Regions from separate parts of the Monodelphis domestica genome. Here region 1 is linked to region 2. Evidence: chromatin contacts called from public Hi-C data. All regions are on one chromosome and are shown on one strand. Each heading gives the region's core, a stretch centred on a gene start, on an enhancer-like site or on the middle of the called end of the contact. The rest is flanking DNA. Distances are from core to core; before and after follow the strand shown. Region 1 holds the start of CDK15 (cyclin dependent kinase 15). Region 2 overlaps KIAA2012 (KIAA2012 ortholog).

Region 1 (5,273 bases), core at 1,780-4,279, 490 kb after region 2:
TGGTATCATAAAAAACAAAGCCATACTACCTAACACAATGTGAAGCACATAATAGATATTCAAGTAATAATTATTGATTTGAATAATATTTATCAAGGGATATGGTCCTTCAGTACCTTATTTTCCTTATTCACAATCAATAAAACACAATACAAATACAATACATCTTATCCAAGAAGGCTGAAGGAGGGGCAGGGCAGGAGAAGGAAGAGTAGTAACTTTGGAAATATTGAATATAATATGTTAATTATTTTATTGAATTATTTTAACCCCATAAAAACTTTAAAATAGATGTCTTCCTGTCTGGTGTGTCATATTCCTTACCTTCTCGAATGGCTGTGAAGGGTACCCCTTCCTCAGTATTCATGCTGATGACTTTTAAAGCCACGAGTTGACCATTTATCCTGCAACAGTGGGAAGGAGAGGGACATGCTTATTTCAGAAGATCATCATCAGTTCCTTATATGAAAAAAAAAGTTTATTCCCAAACTTCAGACTTGACCCTAGATGTGGTTTCCAGTTTGGAAGTTCTGTGGTTCTGATAAATTTTCCTCTTTTACATCTATGCAATATAATTAAATCTAGATGTCTCTGAAATTACTGTTTCATAAAAGTGCATAACTAACTTAAAGACTAAATAAAAAGCAATGTGACATCTAGCAATATATATTTTTACATTAAAAGAATTTTTCCTTATTTTAAAGGGGTTTTTAACTTTCTGGGGGAAGGCATCAACAAATCATTTTGAATTTAATATCTCATGGCTTTTTAGACAAACACATAACAAAGTATCATAAAAAACATCATCTAGTTCCTATGTAGATAGAATTATACTTTATAGTCTTTTTGTAGAAGCACTGTGCATTGAAATATACTTAGATTATACCTATGTATACAAAGTGGAACAAATGAAGCATTTATGTAAAGAATGCGATCAAGGGTGTCTATTATTGTGACTAGGGGATGGAGATTTAAGAGCCCTGGATTTGTAGTCAGAGGACCTGTGTGATGTTGACCAAATCAAGATTTATCTCTCTGAGTCTCGATTTCCTGATTTATAAAACTAGACAAGATGAATGACTCCTTAGGGCCCTTCCAGATTGAAGTCTCTGGTTCTCTGATTCTATGTCTTTTTGCCAATATCAACTCACATTCATGCCCAGAAATGGGGAGCCAAGATCCCAGTGCCAGCCAGAGGAAACCTACATTCTATGCAACTTCCCTCCAATAAGACTTCTTTTTTTTTGCCAAGGGAAACCCAGGCATGTCTTTCTGGGTTGCTATGGATGGAGGGGGATATAGCACTGATTTCTTTTTCTGTGACATACTACTCTTCATTCTGAAAAGGATTTGAGGACTTGGGACAAGAATTCTTTAACCGATAAACAGGAGCCTCTTAAGCACAGCATCCTGATCAGACTCTAAAATAAAGTGAGCTTCTTGAGCTGCTCTTGGCTTACTTTGCTGCTGTACCCTGCTTCATAAATATGGACAGTAGTCACTCACCGGCTGATCCCCTTGTAGACTGTGGCATAAGTGCCTTCACCTAATTTTTCCAAATTCAGGTATGATGAGGCAGCTCCAAAAGGAAGGCTCTTCCTCTGTTTTGAACAAGGAAGGGAAGGAAAGACAATTAATTCTGACATTTTCCCAGAGAAATTAGATAGCAATTGCCCACCTGAGCTTTTATTGCCCAATAATCATCCTGTAAGAAATGGTCAGCATCCCTAAACAAAACTACACTAAATTTACTGTGATGGACTCAAGTGCTCACTCACCCATGGAAAACTTTGTTCAAGGTCCTTTTCTTGGAAAGAATCACTGTTGCTCCTTGGCCTTTTACTCCTCAATTTCCGGGCCTGGGATGCATGTGATTCCTTGGGGTACAGTGATGTCATGGAGCGTGATGCTCTTCTCAGTTCTGTTAGCTGAAAGGAACATACAAAAAGGAGAATGCAAGGCAAGAATCCAAAGGTTATGACTTTTTCCTTCTTTTTGCTTGCCTGACTTTTCACTTCAAGTGGCTAAGAAAATCTCCTCAAAGCTTAATCTCTCCTGACAGCCAGATACCTAAAAGCCTATGATGGCAGCTGCCAAAACACCAAAGCTTTTATTTAAGGAACAGCCTTCATTTAAAAACTACAACCTTGGCACTTAAGGTCATCTCAGGCACGATGATGGATGCCTTCCCTATTTCACTCTCACCTTCCCCAAACTGGCCAGTCATGGCTCCTCAATTTTTCTAAACTCCGGCTCCCCCCCAGAGAATGAATAACCCATATTTCTCCTTCTTCCAAGGTTCTCTCAAATTCTAATTCACAACTCTGTGCAGTTTGCTACAGTAATCCATTCATTCAGAGAGTTAAAGAGAGGAAGAAGTCTTCCCTATAATTCATATCGAAAGAGCTCAGCACAACCCCCTTCCCGACTCCTGCCAAAAGCATGGGATTAGTACCTTGCTCATTTTACAAAAACATACTCCAGCCTTATTAAAACAAAACAAAATAAAACAAAACAACCCACAGCCACAAATCTTCTCTTTCCCTTTAGACCTACCGCAGAAAATTCAGTTTCATCCTCAGCGTGTAAAACTGATGGCTGTTCATTTTGTCAATTGGTTGGGGGGGGGCGGAGGGGGGGGGAGAGATGTTGTTTTTGTTTTTTGAGAAAGATGCTACTGGCTGGGAGAACAAATACCTCTACTGCAGAATCCACTGCCCCAGGCTGACTCCTTGGGCAGCTGCGGGCATCTCCTCCCTCTGGCCGATAACAGCTGCATCCTGGCTGGAGAGCATTTGAGCACAGCTCTTGACCCATAATCACCGAGGTGAGGGGGGTGGTGGTGGGAAATAGCCTGCTAATTCTTCCCTTCTTCCTCTCTGCTCCTTGCTCACTCCCCTTTGTCAGAGGTCAGTAATGCTAGAGTTTTCATATGACTCACATGAGGTCTCTGCCTGAAGCAGCCTCATGACTTCAGCAGTTTCTCTCCATTAGCGCCAGGAGCCATCTCTCCCAAAGGCTGCTCTAGGCTTCCATGCATGCTTCTCTGAAAACAACATTGATGCATTAGGATAATTAAACACTTTGAGAGAATCTGCCCACATTTCCCAGAAGCCAGCGCCCTTGCTCCACGTGGACTCTTTGCTTTAATGTATACCCTCCTATTAATTATCATAACATGTATTCACGTTATTTATTCGTCCTTACCAAGTGATCATTGGCACATTCCTTTGGTCTCTTTGGAGACTTGATTTCCACACTTTTTAAAAAATATATTTTTTTTATTTCTACTTTTAAAAAATAAATTTTATTTCATTGATTAATTTAGAGCATTTTTCCAGGATTACAAAAATCATGTTCTTTCCCTTCCCTCCCCTAACTCCCTCCCATATCCCATGCACAATTCCACTGCCTTTTACATGTGTCTGTGGTCAAGATCTATTTCCATTTTATTTATGTTGGCTCTAGGATTGATCGTTTAGAGTCTACATCCCCAATCATATCCCCATCAACCCATGTGATCAAGCAGTTGTTTTTCTTCTGCATTTCTGCTCCCACAGTTCTTTCTCTGGATGTGGATAGTGTTCTCTTTCTCATAAATCCTTCAGAATTTTTTTTGGATCATTGCATTGCTGCTAGTAGAGAAGTCCATTACCTTCTATTGTACCACAGTGTATCAGTCTCTGTGTACAATGTTACTTTTTTTTTTTAAGTTTTAAGGACTTCCTAACTTCTCTCTACCTTTTGAAATCTTTCTCTTCCTTCAATGTCTAGCTCACACAGTCAGAAACCACCTCTTCCAAGCCCTTCCCAGGTCTTCCCGGTGCCTCTATCCAGCTTAAAGTAATTATAGTATTCCCCACTCAAATATTCCTAGAAGATCTCTGATCTCTCCTTTGGTATTATAACACTCTACCTGGTATTCCTACCCCACTCTCATTTGACTGCCAGCCCCTTGAGGGTAGGGATTTTAATTTTTTTTTCACCTCTGAATCCCCAGCATCTGGTACATAGTAGGCACAAATGTTGATGGAATAGAATGATAACAAATCAAAATAGGTCAGAGGAACTGAAGAATGATGAAGCAGGAATAAGCAGATGGTCCTAGTTTTAGAGCTAGATGAGATTATAAAGGGCCAGCCCCCTCATTTTACAATGAATAAACTATAGTTTAGAAAGGTTAAAAGACTTGCCTGGTGTCACATGGCTAATAAATATTTGAAGTGAAAAATGAGAACAGGTTTTTGTGATCACGATTTCAGCTCCTCTATCCTCTAGCAGTGATATCAGATTCAAAGAGAGATGGATCCTTGCTGGCAACAGATAGAAAACCATAAATAATACTATTTATGTTGTGTTGTATTTTTATTTATTTTCTTAAACATTTCCTAATTCCATTTTATTTGCTTTTTATTTTTTCTGGGTTATATATGTATTATTAAGCAAAACATTTCCATATTATTCTTTTTTGTAAGTGAATAATCATATTAAACCAAAACCTCAAATCATATATCCAAATAAACAAGAGATAAATCATATGTTTTCATCTGCATTCCTACTCCAACAGTTCTTTCTCTGGAGGTGGATAACATCCTTTGTCATAAGTCCCTTAGACCCAATTACATTTTATAATCTGGTTCTGTCCTGTACTTGAGAGTGTTGCATGCATGAGTTTGGCATCTGCTCTCCCCTTCTGGTGTTCGCCATTCACCTCCCCCGGGGAGCCCTTGAGTGGTCCTCAATTTAGTTCTTTGCAAGTCTAAATATTCTATGATGAAAAACTATATAATTACCTAAAAAATAGTCATTGCAAGCATTTGTGTAGTACTTTAAGAGTTTTTTGTTGTTGTTTAGTTGTGTCTGACCCATTTGGAGCTTTCTTGGCAAAGATACTAGAGTGGTTGGTCATTTCTTTCTCCCACTCATATTTCAGATGAAGAAACTGAGGCAAACCGGGTTAAGTGACTTGCCCAGGGTCACACAGTGACCTGTCTGAGGGTAGATTTGAACTCAGGAATATGAGTCTTCCTGACTCCAGTATCCACTGTGCCAACCTAGCTTCCCCCTTTAAGAATTATAAAGCACTTTATACATGTCTCATTTGGTCCTCACCCAAACTCTGTAATGTGGGTGCTTTTATTATTATCCTTCTTTTGCCAAAGAGGAAACAGAGAATGAATTTAAATGACTTGTCCAGAGTCATATATAGTTGGTAAATGTTTGAAGAAGGGTTTGGATTTGAACTCAGATGCTCCTTCTCAGTATTTACTGTA
Region 2 (5,138 bases), core at 2,236-4,735:
TAGGATTTGAATTCAGACCATAAGATGATAGATTTAGGGTTTTAAGGGCATTAAGAGGTTATCCAACCATCTTAATTTTCAGATGAAGACCCGAGGAGCATGTTAAATGGTTTTCTCAGTGTCACATAAATGGCAGAGCTGAGATTTGAATTCAGATCCCGTCTTTCATTTGCATCAAACTGCTTCCCAGTATCTTTGGCTGCAATATTAAAAAATCCCAGGTTGGACATACCTCAGTAAGGGGAATCATTATGGCTCTAAATTTTTTCAAAATGTTAACCCACCTAATATTCAAGAGACCAAAAAAGGGTCAGCAGTAAAGGGAAAATTAATGTTTTGCTCAGGGTTTGCCATGAAAAAATCCTTGCCTATTATATTATATATTATATTATATTATATTATATTATATTATATTATATTATATTATATTATATTATATTATATTATATTATATTATATTATATTATATTATATTATATTATATTATATTATGATATTAATTATATTATTATAGTTATATTACATTACATTATATCATATCATATATTATATCATATTGTAATATTAATTATATTATATTGTATTATATTACATTTAATTATAAATTATATTATATTAATTATATTATAATTATAATTATATTACATTAATTATAGTATATGATACGATATGATATGTCATGTCATGTTATATTATGTTATATATAGAGATTATATTAGATTATAAATTCTTTGAGGGTAGAGACTGACTTTCTCCTCTTTTGTATCTGTAACCCTTAGCACCTACTAGGCTCCTAGTAAATGTTTATTGATTAATTGATTGCTTCCTTGGTCTGACCCCAAAAGTTCAGTGGTCACTCAGATTTATCTCTTCAGTACCCAGAGAGCTGTGTGACCCTGGGCAAGTCACTTGGTCCTGTTTGTCTCAGTTTTCTCATCTGCGAAATGAGCTGGAGAAGGAAATGGCAAAAAACATTTCAGTATCTTTGCTAAGAAAACCAAAAATGGGTCACAAAGAGTTGGATATAATTGAAATGACTAAATAACAACAATAAACCAGAACCCGAGATGAGTTACGAAGTTAAACAAAGTACGTAGTATGAAGCTGGTGTGTATGTGTAATGGTTTGCTACATGCAAGGAGAGATTATCATATGTCATGTCTTTGAGGTAAATGGGTTCAGAAAGTGAAAGGTTTTTTTGTCCCTTCATAATGGCTGTTCATATGATACTTTAAGATCTGCAAAGCATTTGATAGATGTTCTCTGATTTGATTCTTACAAAGAGCATGTGAGGTAAGAATCATAGGTATTGCCATTGCTATTTTATAGATGAGGAAGCTGAGGTAGGATTCCCTGCCTTTAGGTTCAGTACTCTTTCTCTGGATCTCTTCAATGTAGTCTTTAAAAGATTTGGAGTCAGAGGGAGTAAAATGGAAAGAGCACTTCTTTTGGAGTCAGAAGACCTGGGTTCAAATCCCATCACGTACTCCCTATGTGATCTTGGGCAAATCAGTTTGCTCATCAGCAAATGAAGAGTTTGGCTTTGAAAGCCTCTCTTCTTTCTCTGTGGTGAGAGTTATTTTCCTTGTTCTAGGAGAAAACCAATGTGCCACCTTATACTTCTATTATTTCATCACAATGATGCCTCACCAGAGTGAAGGATGCTGATGCCTAATTAGAGAAGAAATAGAGGAAGCAAATGCTTAGTGAACTTTGATGATCTATAACACTAAATGCTACCAGGGCATTCAACTTCACACATATTAATTAAATACCTATAATGTTTAGGGCATTGTTCTAGACTTTGCTGCTACTAAGATGAAAAATGGCATGGTTCCTTTTCTCAAAGAACTTGTTATCTACTGGAGGGATGAGACATGTAAATAAATAAGTTTGCATATAAATTAGGATGTATGAAAGAAAGATCAAACAGAGATGTGAATGATCAAGGGGTGGGGGTGGCGGGTAGGATCTCACAAAGATAGCCCTGGAACTGAGACTTGAAAGAAGGAAAAGATTTCATTGGGCAGAGTGATATGTGGAAAAAATGTTACAGGGATGGGGGACAGGACTGCTCAAAGGTGGGCTATGTCAAGGGGAGATTGGAGAATGCTCCTGTTTCCATTTGACCTAAAATTTGTCTCTGATCTTCATATTCAGATCCATAGCAGAACATGGAGTGTCTAAAGAGAAAAAGTATGAAAATTCAGTTGGAGTCAGACCACAGAAAGTTATGAATGACAGAATAAGGAGTTTGTGTTAGGTGCCAAAATCCACCAATGGTTTTTGAGTGGCAATGCTTGTGGATTAGGAAGGTTACTTTGCTATCATTGTGAAGGATGCATAGGTGGAAGAAGGGAGTAAAGTCAAGTTAGGAGGCTATTATAATAATCCAGGCAATAGATAATTAGGATTTGAACTAGACCAGAGGTGATAGATATTACAGACAGAATCAACAATTGACTGACTGAGAGATGTGGGGGAAAAAGAGTAAAAACTGGAGTTACCCAATCATTAAGCCCATATTTGCAGAGGATGATGTCAGTGGTGGAAAGAAGGAATTTAGATGAATGTGTGGGCTTGGGGAATACAAAGATTAGTCCAATTTTGGACACGTTGCGCTTGAGGTACTGGTGAGAAATCCAGATGGCATTGGGTAGCATCCAATTGGAAATCTGAGAATTAGTTGGTGATGAAGATTGAGATTTGGAAGTCATATGCATAGACGTGATTGTAGAAGCCCTGGGAATGCATGAGATCATTAAAGGGGAGAGAGTAGAGAAAGATCTGAGATCAGTCTTAGCTGAGAGCATAACTGGAGAGCAGAGCACCGCCATATACCATGGACAATTAGGGACCCAATACCAACCACAAAAGCAGAGACCCTTGTCTACTTTCAGGTTTTTGAGTTATGCAATCGGGAAATGGATATTCTGTTATTCTTCTCTCCCATATTAGAAACTTCTGTGCCTTTTTGTATGTCTGGTTCTGCTGCTTCTAAAATATCATCAGAGTCCAAAATAAGTGCTCCTGGGTGTCCTGTGACCAGCTTGGCTTCTTAGTATTTACTCTGTACGTTAAGGGAAGAACTTGTTGAAGACCTTGGTTTGTTTGTTGTTGTTGGGTTTTTTTTGAACTTTTTCTTTCTCAGCTGGATGGTAGGGCTTCTTTCAGCTTCTTGAGTAGGGAACTGCTCCAAGGGAAAGGCTGCAAAGATGGTGCTTCCTCTCATCCTCTTACCTAATCCCCCCCCCCCCCCCAAGATACAACACCTTCTTAGAGCTACAAGCGACTACTAAACATTAGAAAGCGAATGTTTCAGAAGTTTAAGTTCTGACCTTTGCGATTTTATGCCCGAGATGCCCTGGGTCTTGGGTTGGGGGGCTGCCACTGAGAAGGAGAAAAAAAAGGACTCAATACACCCAGGGGATGGACCCCTGGGAAAGGCACTAGGGGGAGTGCCTAGGACTGCATTCTGTACCGCTCGCTGTTCCCGGCTCCCTTACAAGAGATTCTGTGTGCGATGAGTTCAGAAGTGAGCCGGCAGGCGCAACCCATGCTGTGTGGAAAGGTGTGCTTGAAGCACTTCCCTGGTGAGCTGAAGCCATGGGGAGCTGGAGGAGGTGGCGGCATTTAACTAACAAATGCTGCAGAACTAAAGATAAGAGAAATAAACTCCCCTACTCATGCACTGCTGGGAGCACACAGACAACACAGCACGGTTTCCTTTCGTGGAACCGGCAGCAGGAGAGACAGCTGGTGTTTTCTCAGCTGTAGTTAGCATTACTCAGAAACCAAGTTGGTCGGTCACAGGACACCCAGGAAAAGCTCGGCTGCTCTGGTCCCACATTCCCCCTGAAACAGCCCCTTCCAAGCTCCTTCCTTCCTCGTGGGGTTCCCTGCTCTTAGGGCTTCCAGCCCCGTTCTTCTCCCGTTTATAGATGAAGCTATGAAGTGTCCCCAAATGGCTTCCATTGTAGTTTTTCAGATTCTCCCTCTTTATGGGAGGGAATCCCCAAGAACTGTGGAATTTCCTCTTGTTCTAAGAAATAATGTGGAAAATGAACTCTTTTGGACTTTACCGTTAACTGTTGATTCAGTAGGACTAGACTACTTGTAATGGGGACCAAAATATTACTCCAGTGAATAGAGTGCCAGGCTCAGCCGGGAAAATTGATCTTTGTGAGTTCAAATACAGCCTCAGACATTTACTAGCAGGGTGACCCTGGGCAAGCCACTTAGCTGTTTACTTCAGTTTCCTCATCTGTCAAATGAGCTGGACGAAGAATGACAAACCATCCCAGCTTTTTGCCAAGAGAATCTAAAATGAGGTTATGAAGAGATGAACACAACTGAAAGATGACTGAACAACAATTGAATTTGTGTCCAGTCTTTAGGAAATTCCATCTAGTCTGTGATGTGTGCTATTGAAAGTCTTGAAAGAGAGAAAGAGAGGAAGAGAGAAAGAAAGGAAGGAAGGAAGGAAGGAAGAAAAAGAAGGAAGGAAGAAAAAAGGAAGAAAGGAAGGAATAATGAAAGAAAAAAGAAAAACATAAAAAGAAGAAAGGATAGAAGGAAGAAAAAAGAAAGGAAGAAAGAAAAAAGAAAGGCAAGAAGGAAGGGAAGAAAAGAAAGTCTTCCTATTTACTTTTCATGTGATAATGTATTGTATATAAAGTGCTGCTATATGCATACCAGCTCTTAATATTATTACTACATGCTTTTTTTATGCCTCAAGTGTTTCTGCTGGCAAAGGCCAGGACCTAATTTAAAGACTAGAAATTTAGAAATCTGAAAAATTTAGCTTTGTAATATTTAATACTGTGTAGTTCTTTTTTTTTTTTTAAGCCTTACCTTCTATTGATTCTAAGGCAGAAGAGTGATATGGGCTAGGCAGTGGAGGCTAAGTGACTTGCCCAGGGTCATACATCTAGGAAGTGTCCGAGGTCTAATTGGAACCTAGGACCTCCCATCTCTAGGTCTGGCTCTCCATCCACTAAGCCACCCAGCAGTCCCTGTAATTCACCCTCCCCATAGATGTCTATTAGGGAAGATTTGATGAAAACCCCCACACTGTGAACTCTAGGGGCTTCCTATAACCTTAGGGCAGGGGTTCTTAACCTGGGGTCTGAGAACTT

The links. Hi-C and Micro-C count contacts between places; a contact is called where the count stands out from the background.
Region 1: a Hi-C map of limb shows a contact between it and region 2, with 15 times the contacts expected there. The contact joins the promoter of CDK15 here to the enhancer-like site in region 2. A contact is called at or near these places in 2 of 2 Hi-C or Micro-C datasets (limb and spleen and liver).

The regions. Positions count from the first base shown.
Region 1 is chr8:91,651,621-91,656,893 of mMonDom1.pri, forward strand. CDK15 (cyclin dependent kinase 15) reads right to left here and starts at 3,030. Exons shown (of 14, transcript XM_001372238.4): 1 at 2,698-3,030; 2 at 1,779-1,928; 3 at 1,507-1,601; 4 at 325-404. The coding sequence starts at 2,817.
Region 2 is chr8:91,164,361-91,169,498 of mMonDom1.pri, forward strand. The region is part of intron 16 of KIAA2012 (KIAA2012 ortholog); the gene reads right to left. Among named protein-coding and RNA genes, the nearest start is that of SUMO1, 120 kb to the left of the region's middle. Within about 2 kb of position 3,486, at least 1 of the 2 cell types and tissues checked has open chromatin away from gene starts, as enhancers often do. A contact at or near this core is called in limb, where this site is marked.